Linked DNA regions of Mus musculus: region 1 is linked to region 2. The links are chromatin contacts, called in public HiChIP or PLAC-seq maps. All regions are on one chromosome and are shown on one strand. Each heading gives the region's core, a stretch centred on a gene start, on an enhancer-like site or on the middle of the called end of the contact. The rest is flanking DNA. Distances are from core to core; before and after follow the strand shown.

Region 1 (3,585 bases), core at 861-3,360, 110 kb before region 2:
GGGCTACCCACACATTGGTGCCCTTGACATGCACATGGTATGCAAAGTAGTAGACCCCTCCCACGGGGCAGGTGAAGATGCCAGTGGCTGGGTTGTAGCCGCTGTGGCCATTGTAGAGAGTCCGGTCAAACCTAACCGGCATGCCTGAGGCAGGGAAGGGGGAAGTGAGCACTGCAGTAAAGGCTGGAGTGGCGTGGGCTGACAGCTCACCGAGCCCAAACTGTGGCTTGCCTCCTTTGCCCAGTACAGCTCCCTCCACGCCACCATTGGGCAGATGCAAGCCTGCGATACCAGTCTCATCCAGGGCTCCGGGGGCACCAGGAGGCCCAGGAGGCCCAGGGGGCCCAGGAGGACCTGTGAGTCCTGGGGAGCCAGGGACTCCAGGGGGCCCTGTGGGACCAGCAGAGCCAGGCTCCCCTACTTTTCCCTCTCCAGGAGGCCCTGGAAGGCCCGGTTCACCCTTCAGGCCTGGCAGACCCTGAGGCCCAATAGGGCCAGCTGGGCCCTGGAGCCCTGGGATTCCAGAGGGACCCCTCAAGCCAGGCTGCCCAGGAAGCCCCAAGTCACCTTTCTGTCCTAGGGCTCCTGCCACCCCTGGCCCTCCAGGGCGACCTGTAAAACCTGGCTCACCCTTAGGCCCAGTCGGTCCAGGGGGTCCATGGGCCCCAGGAAGTCCCCTCTCACCAGGGAGCCCAGGCTTCCCAGCCAGGCCATTAGGCCCTTGGTCTCCTCGAATGCCAGGCACTCCTGGGGGACCTCCAGGTCCTACCTCTCCCTTTGACCCAGGGGGCCCACGTCTACCAGGAAGCCCTGCAGACCCAGGAAGGCCAGGTGGACCCCCAAGTCCCTGTGGACCCTGCTCCCCTGGCTTCCCATCCTCTCCTGGCTCACCTCTGTCTCCTAAGAGCCCTGGGGCCCCAACTGGGCCCCTGTCTCCCTTAGGTCCTGGTTTTCCTGGCATCCCATAGCCAACAGGGCCTATCAGGCCAGGGGGGCCCCGGAGCCCTGGCTCTCCTTTAGCCCCTACTGGACCCTGTGGCCCTGGCACCCCTGCTGCCCCTGGTATCCCCACACCATCTACCCCAGGAGGGCCTTTTGGACCCACAGCTCCTGGCTCTCCCCTAGAACCTGGAACCCCAGGGGGGCCAGAATCACCTTTGTCTCCTGGGGCTCCTGGTATCCCATCCAAACCTGGTTTGCCCAAGCCAGCTGGACCGGGCAGCCCAGGGGGCCCAGGGGCACCTGCCTGTCCAGGGGCTCCAGGCAGCCCTGGTTGGCCCACTCCATTATCCCCTTTGAGGCCCCTATCTCCTCGGGGCCCAGGCTCTCCCTGGGGTCCTGGCTCCCCCCTAAATCCTGGAGGCCCTGGAGCCCCCTGGGCACCTGGTTTTCCAGGGACAGTAATACCTGAGGGACCAGGAAGGCCAGGGGGTCCTGGGGGCCCCCGGAGGCCCTGGTCCCCTCGTATCCCTGGCTCCCCCCGTAGCCCTGGCTGCCCTGGTGGTCCAACCTTGCCTGGGAGCCCTGGGGGACCAGCTTTGCCCATTCGGGAGAAGCCAGGGGGGCCAGCAGGGCCTGGCTGTCCATGAACCCCAGGTTTTCCAGTGCCTGGTTTTCCTGGGAAGCCAGGAGGCCCAGGGGGACCCCGAGGTCCCGGCTTCCCAGGGGGACCTGGCTCTCCTTTCAAGTCCATTGGCAGCATCGGTAGAGGCATTTCTGAAAGAGAGAGAAGGGGACAGTCAGAGACCTGGACAATGGAAGCTGGGTACCTCATCTATCCAATCCCCCATGGCAATGTGCAGAGTACTGTGGAGGAACAGAGAATCTGCTCACAGAGAACACTCCCAGAGCTGTCCCCCCATATTGGAGGGCGTCTAGAGCTGTCCCTGTCCCGTTGCTATCCTGGGAACATTGCAGGAGTCCTCATCCAGAACTCCCTGTACCCAACTTCCCAGCCAGGCCTTGCCCAATGAACTTAGAATATTTATGGCTGCAAGACCTGATGGCCATCCCACCACCAGGCGGCGCCAATAACCCGCATTACAGACCAGTCAAGCTGCTTCATTACCTATCTATCTTCCTGCCCGGCCCCACCCCCTTATAAAGACCACCTGCACCAGCCAATCACAGCCAGTTTCAGGCCCTGTAAAGCTGAGAATCCCTGGACCAGTCGAAGTAAGACTAAATGAAGATGGGAAGATCTCAGTTGCACCCTGAGGAGCTGTGGTCTGGAGTGTCTGGAGGGATTTAGGTAAGGGAGGAGCGGTCTTAGATACGGTAGAGTAGGGGAGGCTCTCACCCAAGTACTGGCCTTTGCCCTCTCGGAAAGGCGGTCCCACGGGTCCTTTCTGCATGGGCTGCACATACTTTACCGGGGCATAGCCCGCTGCACCCCCAGCTCCGCCGCCAGAGGACACTCTTGGCCCACACCCCAACAGCAACAGCAGCAGCGAAGGCAGGGGCATCAGAGCCCCCTGCATGGCGTCTGTGGATGGGCTGCAGGGAGAAGAAGAAAGGCTGTCACCAAACCAGCCACCAGGACCACGGGCTCAGATCGTTGTTATTCAAAAGCAAATCTCAAAGTCACTGGTCTGTATGTATTGTCTGCTAAACCTCTTCCAGACCTGACCAGTCTCCCCCAGACGAGGATCAGCGACCAGACAGAACCCTTCTGAGAAGCACCTCGACCCCAGCGCACACCTTGCCAAAGCAAACCTTTTCAAGATGAGGGCCCTGCCACCTATGTGCAGGCCAGCTTCCTGCCAATTACCACCTACCACCGGGGCTCTTCAGAGATGTAAATTCTCATCTCCACACGGGCGTATTGGGGTCACTGCCAACCCCAGCACCCAGATGATATAGGGGAGGCAGGTCTGGGACTTGTCTTGGTTCCTTGCAATTCCCCATCACGCTGATGTCCATCTGGACTCCATACTTGCAGAAGCCAATGCCTTATCTTGAGCCCCTCCTTCCTTTCCTCTCCCTGTAACCTTTACTGTCACCCAGAACTCCTTACAGGACAGCACCCAGGCCCCAGTAGCCTCGTGATTCTGAGCCTCAGTTATCTTCTATTTATCCTTCAAGTCCCTGTCCTCCACAATGCCTTCTGACAGCTACACAGCCCTTCAAGTCCCAGCTACCCACAGCTCTTAGCTGAGCTCAGAGAACAAGGGCTGGGTTCTGCCAGCTTGAATACTATACTCATCAGAGAGGGAGTGTGGGCAAATAGAACAGGGTAATATGTCTACACAAATCTTGTATGCAAATGTCCATGACATTACATTATCCATAGCAGCCCCAGATGAAGGCAAACCTAACTGGGATGCTAGAACAGTATGCACGCTCTCCACACAATGCACTACTTTTTTTTTTTTTAAGTGTCTTTTAAATTACATTTTACTTATGTGTTTGAGAGAGGGGCACATATGAATGTTGCAGTCATCAGACAACTTGCATGAGTCGGTTCTTTCCTTCTGCCATGTAGATCCCGGGGATCAAACTCAAGTCATAAGGCTTCCCAGCAAGTGCCCTTACCTGCTGAGCCACTTGGTGCGTCCAAAAATGTTTTTCTTTTTCTTTTTGGCT
Region 2 (3,718 bases), core at 595-3,094:
GCTATCTTGGAGTCTTAACCAGTATTATTGCCAGTGAACCTAATGATCAGTTTGATCCAAGTCCCAGATGGTGAAAGTTGTTCTCTGATGTGTGTGGGTGTTTGAGAAACAAAACTTTGAGAACAAATGAGATTCTGCTGATCAGAGAGGTCCGTCCGTGCCTTTGGTTCCATCATTCTGCAGGTAGAGAAGTAAGTGGATTTCTAGAGTTCAGTGCCATTTTAGTCCATACAGTGAGTCCCAGGCTAGTCAAAGCTAAGCCATGAAAGCCTGTATCTAAAAGAAGGAACCAGAGAGATGACTCGGGTTAAGAGCAGGCACTATTATTGCAGAAGGCTCAGGTTAGATTCTCAGTACCAGTGTTTGGTTGCTCACAACTGCTTACAACTGCTTCTAAGGGTTTTCCTCTTCTTACAGGGCAAGCACTTTACCATCATTTTAGAGAGAGATTTCTCAGTGTAGCCTTGACTGTTCTGGAACAGATCCTCCTGTGTCTTCTTCTGTGCTGGGATTAAACTGACCGATCTTCATTGGCTTTTAATAAGCTTTTGAATACAGATTACTTGGAACTTCTAGAAGAAAATTTTTTCATTCCTTGTCTATTTTGAGAATAATAACAGTATTCATTTGACAATTATAGAAATAAAGGATGAAATATTGTAAAAACCAATATTTCAAAGAAACTTTACTATAAAAAATTGAAACAGCCACACACAATTCATTTCATTTATTAGTCATTCTGGGTCTTTAATAATAATGGAAGTAAGGACTTTTACTACTTTGATAGAGGACTAAATAGTGCTAGTGGGCCACACTAAAACTTCTCAAATGCATTAGTGCTGTGCTATATTTAGATTTTTAGTTATTACAGTGAATAATTTTCAGCCAGGGCTGAGCAGTGGAGGTGCAGGCCCTTATTCCCAGCACTAGGGAGACAGACAAGTTGATCTCTGTGAGTTCAAGGCCAATCTGATATATAGATCAGGTTCCAGAATAGCCAGCTACAAGTGAGAGACTGTCTTGGAGGGGGGGGGGGTGAGTGGGGTTAGAAAAAAGATCTGGATTAAAAGTGTATTAAGTGTATCAGATCAGAAGAGGGTCTTCCCACTTAAATGACTTAAGTGACTTAATTGTTTTTAAAAATTCTGGGTTGGAGAGATGGCTCATTAGTTAAGAACAATGACTGCTCTTTCAGAGGGACCCAGGTTCAATTCCCCACACCTACATACATGGTTGGTAACTTGCTACTATTGTTTGTGACTGGAGCCACAACATACTCTAAATACAAAATATAATTAAGCCGGGCGTGGTGGCGCACTCCTTTAATCCCAGCACTCGGAGGCAGAGGCAGGCGGATTTCTGATTTCGAGGCCAGCCTGGTCTACAAAGTGAGCTCCAGGACAGCCAGGGCTATACAGAGAAACCCTGTCTCGAAAAACCAAAAAAAAAAAACCAAAATATAATTAAAAAAAAAAGTCCCTCACAGGTATGCTCAGCTGTTGTGCTTTAGTTAATTAAATGTGTAGTCAAGTTGATAGCCAGGAATAGCATCAACACATGGGCTTTTGATTTTTCTGGGTAAGGAGTGTGTGTGATAATAGGGTTTCTCTGTGTAGCCCTGGCTGTCCTGGAACTCACTCTGTAGACCAGGCTAGCCTCGAACTCAAATCCGCCTGCCTCTGCCTCCCAAGTGCTGGGATTACAGGCCTGCGCAAACCACTACTGCCCAGCCCCTTTTTTTTTTTTTTAACCACTTTTCTTGTTTCAGACCACATAATGTGTGTGTGTGTCATAACTGGGCACCAAATTTGGGTTTTCAGGAAGAGCAGCAAGTGCTTGCTCTTAACCTCTGAGCCATCTCACCAGCCTAGACCTGGAACTTTTGATCTCTTATGACTCTGTTTCCATAGTGATGGAATTACTGCCATGCATGTACGCATATCTACCTTGCTTATTAAACTGTTGGAAATTGGATCTGCTGTTGCTTGCATCCTTGGCTACTGAGCTGCATTCCCACTCTTCTTTTTTTTTTTTTTCCTCGAGACAGGGTTCCTCTGTAGCTCTGGCTGTCCTGGAACTCACTTTGTAGACCAGGCTGGCCTCGAACTCAGAAATCCGCCTGCCTCTGCCTCCGGAGTGCTGGGATTAAAGGCTTGCGCCACCACGCCCGGCTCCACACACCCAGATCTTATGTTCATACTGGAGATTCAAATTCAGGTTCTCACCATTGAATGGCAAACAGTTAAACGGTTGGGATAGGGATTTAATTTTTTTTTTTTTTAAAGACAGTTTCAATTTATAGCCTTGGCTATCCTGATACTCACTATGTAGACCAGGCTAACCTAAAACCTAGAGTTCTGTGACATACCATGACTGACTACAGCAAGCACTCTTAATAAATGAACCATCTTTCCAGCCTCTAAAGTAGAACTTTTGTTGTGGGTTTTAAACAATAATAGAATCTTTAAGCTATAGTAGCCATTTTACCACTTCCTCTCATTGCAGAGTTATACCCTGACTGTAATTGAAGAAGCCAGTGGTGCTGCTGGTGTTTTTCAGAGGCAGTTCAAGTTGAATCATTGATTCTACTGAGGTAAATGCTTGGTGGTAAAAAAAATCTTAATGACTACACTAATTTTAAGAAGCATTTATGTTCAACCCAGCCAGGGCTTTATAGTGAGCCCTGTCTCAAAACACACACACACCAGTTATGTTGAATTTATTATCTGGAGTTAAATCCATAGGATTTCTGTCTCAATTTTATGTTGTAATGTGTATATGTGTGTACACATGTGTCTGCAGAGGCCAGGAGAAGGCATTGTGTCTCCTCCTCTCTTACTCTGATCTGTCCCTGTGACGCAGTCTCTGAATGTGGAGCTCTTATTTTCCCACTAGGCCCCAAAGATTCTTTTGTCACCTTCTCCCCACAATGACATCACAGGTAGGATGTTCAGCTTAATACTGGTGCTGGGATCTGAACTCTGACCCTCATGATTTGTGTAAGTACTCTTAACCACTAAATCATCTCTCTAGCCCCCAGGTTATATAGCTATTGCTTGTTTTGAGACGGTGTCACACTGTGAAGCCCTGGTTTGCTTAGAATTTCTTTGTAGACCAGTCTGTCCTCAAACTCAGATATGTCTACCTTTGCTTCCTGGGTGCTGGAATTAAAGGCATCAACCACCACGCCTACCCCTGTAATTTAAAAAGTCTTTGATTAGGTTTATAATGATAATCTGAGTTCTTGGGAAATGAAAGTAGGAGAATTACATAGTGAGTTTTAGGACAGTTTGGTTTGGGAACCCAATCTCCTCTTCCCCCAAAATAAGAAAAAGAAAAATTGAAGTGAGGTGGGGTTTATATATACCTGTAATTCTAGCACCCAGAAGGCTGAGGCAGAATTGACTAAAGTCTGGGGTCAGTTTGGGTTACAGACTATAACCACTCACCACCACCACCCCCGAAAGAAAGGCAGCAGGGGAGACTTTGTTTTGTCAACCAGAACTAGGAAACTAAATCTATAAGTCCAGATTCATTTTTGTTTTGTTTTTGTTTTGTTTTTCTCTCCTGATTTCTTTGAGAAGGGATCTTTCATAGTTCAAGCTGTCCTTGAACTCTATCTTTCTGCTTCAATCTGTTTTGAGTATAGAATTTTACCACATGCCTTGCCAATTCCTGGTTATCCTGGGTATTTTTGTTTGTTTTCTCTCCCTCTTTT

Evidence for each region. HiChIP or PLAC-seq counts read pairs in DNA pulled down with a chosen protein or histone mark.
Region 1: a contact with region 2 is called in an H3K4me3 HiChIP or PLAC-seq map of bone marrow-derived macrophages, with 2.2 times the contacts expected there. The contact joins two enhancer-like sites. A contact is called at or near these places in 12 of 39 promoter capture datasets (the 3T3-L1 cell line, 3T3-L1-derived adipocytes, the C10 cell line and 10 more), 4 of 15 datasets of contacts at CTCF or cohesin (CD8 T cells, the NIH/3T3 cell line, embryonic stem cells and 1 more), 28 of 484 Hi-C or Micro-C datasets (the Ba/F3 cell line, the C2C12 cell line, CD4 T cells and 22 more), 23 of 115 datasets of contacts at active chromatin or transcription factors (DN3 thymocytes, the HPC-7 cell line, acute myeloid leukemia and 14 more) and 3 of 9 other capture datasets (adipose tissue, liver and pancreatic islet).

What each region holds. Positions count from the first base shown.
Region 1 is chr4:126,308,511-126,312,095 of GRCm38.p6, reverse strand. Col8a2 (collagen, type VIII, alpha 2) reads right to left here. Exons shown (of 4, transcript NM_199473.2): 3 at 2,300-2,496; 4 at 1-1,716. The coding sequence starts at 2,480. Among named protein-coding and RNA genes, the nearest start is that of Adprhl2, 11 kb to the left of the region's middle. Within about 2 kb of position 2,110, at least 45 of the 459 cell types and tissues checked have an H3K27ac peak or open chromatin away from gene starts, as enhancers often do. A contact at or near this core is called in bone marrow-derived macrophages, where this site is marked.
Region 2 is chr4:126,193,192-126,196,909 of GRCm38.p6, reverse strand. It overlaps Thrap3 (thyroid hormone receptor associated protein 3), which reads left to right. Exons shown (of 12, transcript NM_001356455.1): 2 at 2,506-2,593. Among named protein-coding and RNA genes, the nearest start is that of Gm25323, 6.2 kb to the left of the region's middle. Within about 2 kb of position 1,844, at least 20 of the 459 cell types and tissues checked have an H3K27ac peak or open chromatin away from gene starts, as enhancers often do. A contact at or near this core is called in bone marrow-derived macrophages, where this site is marked.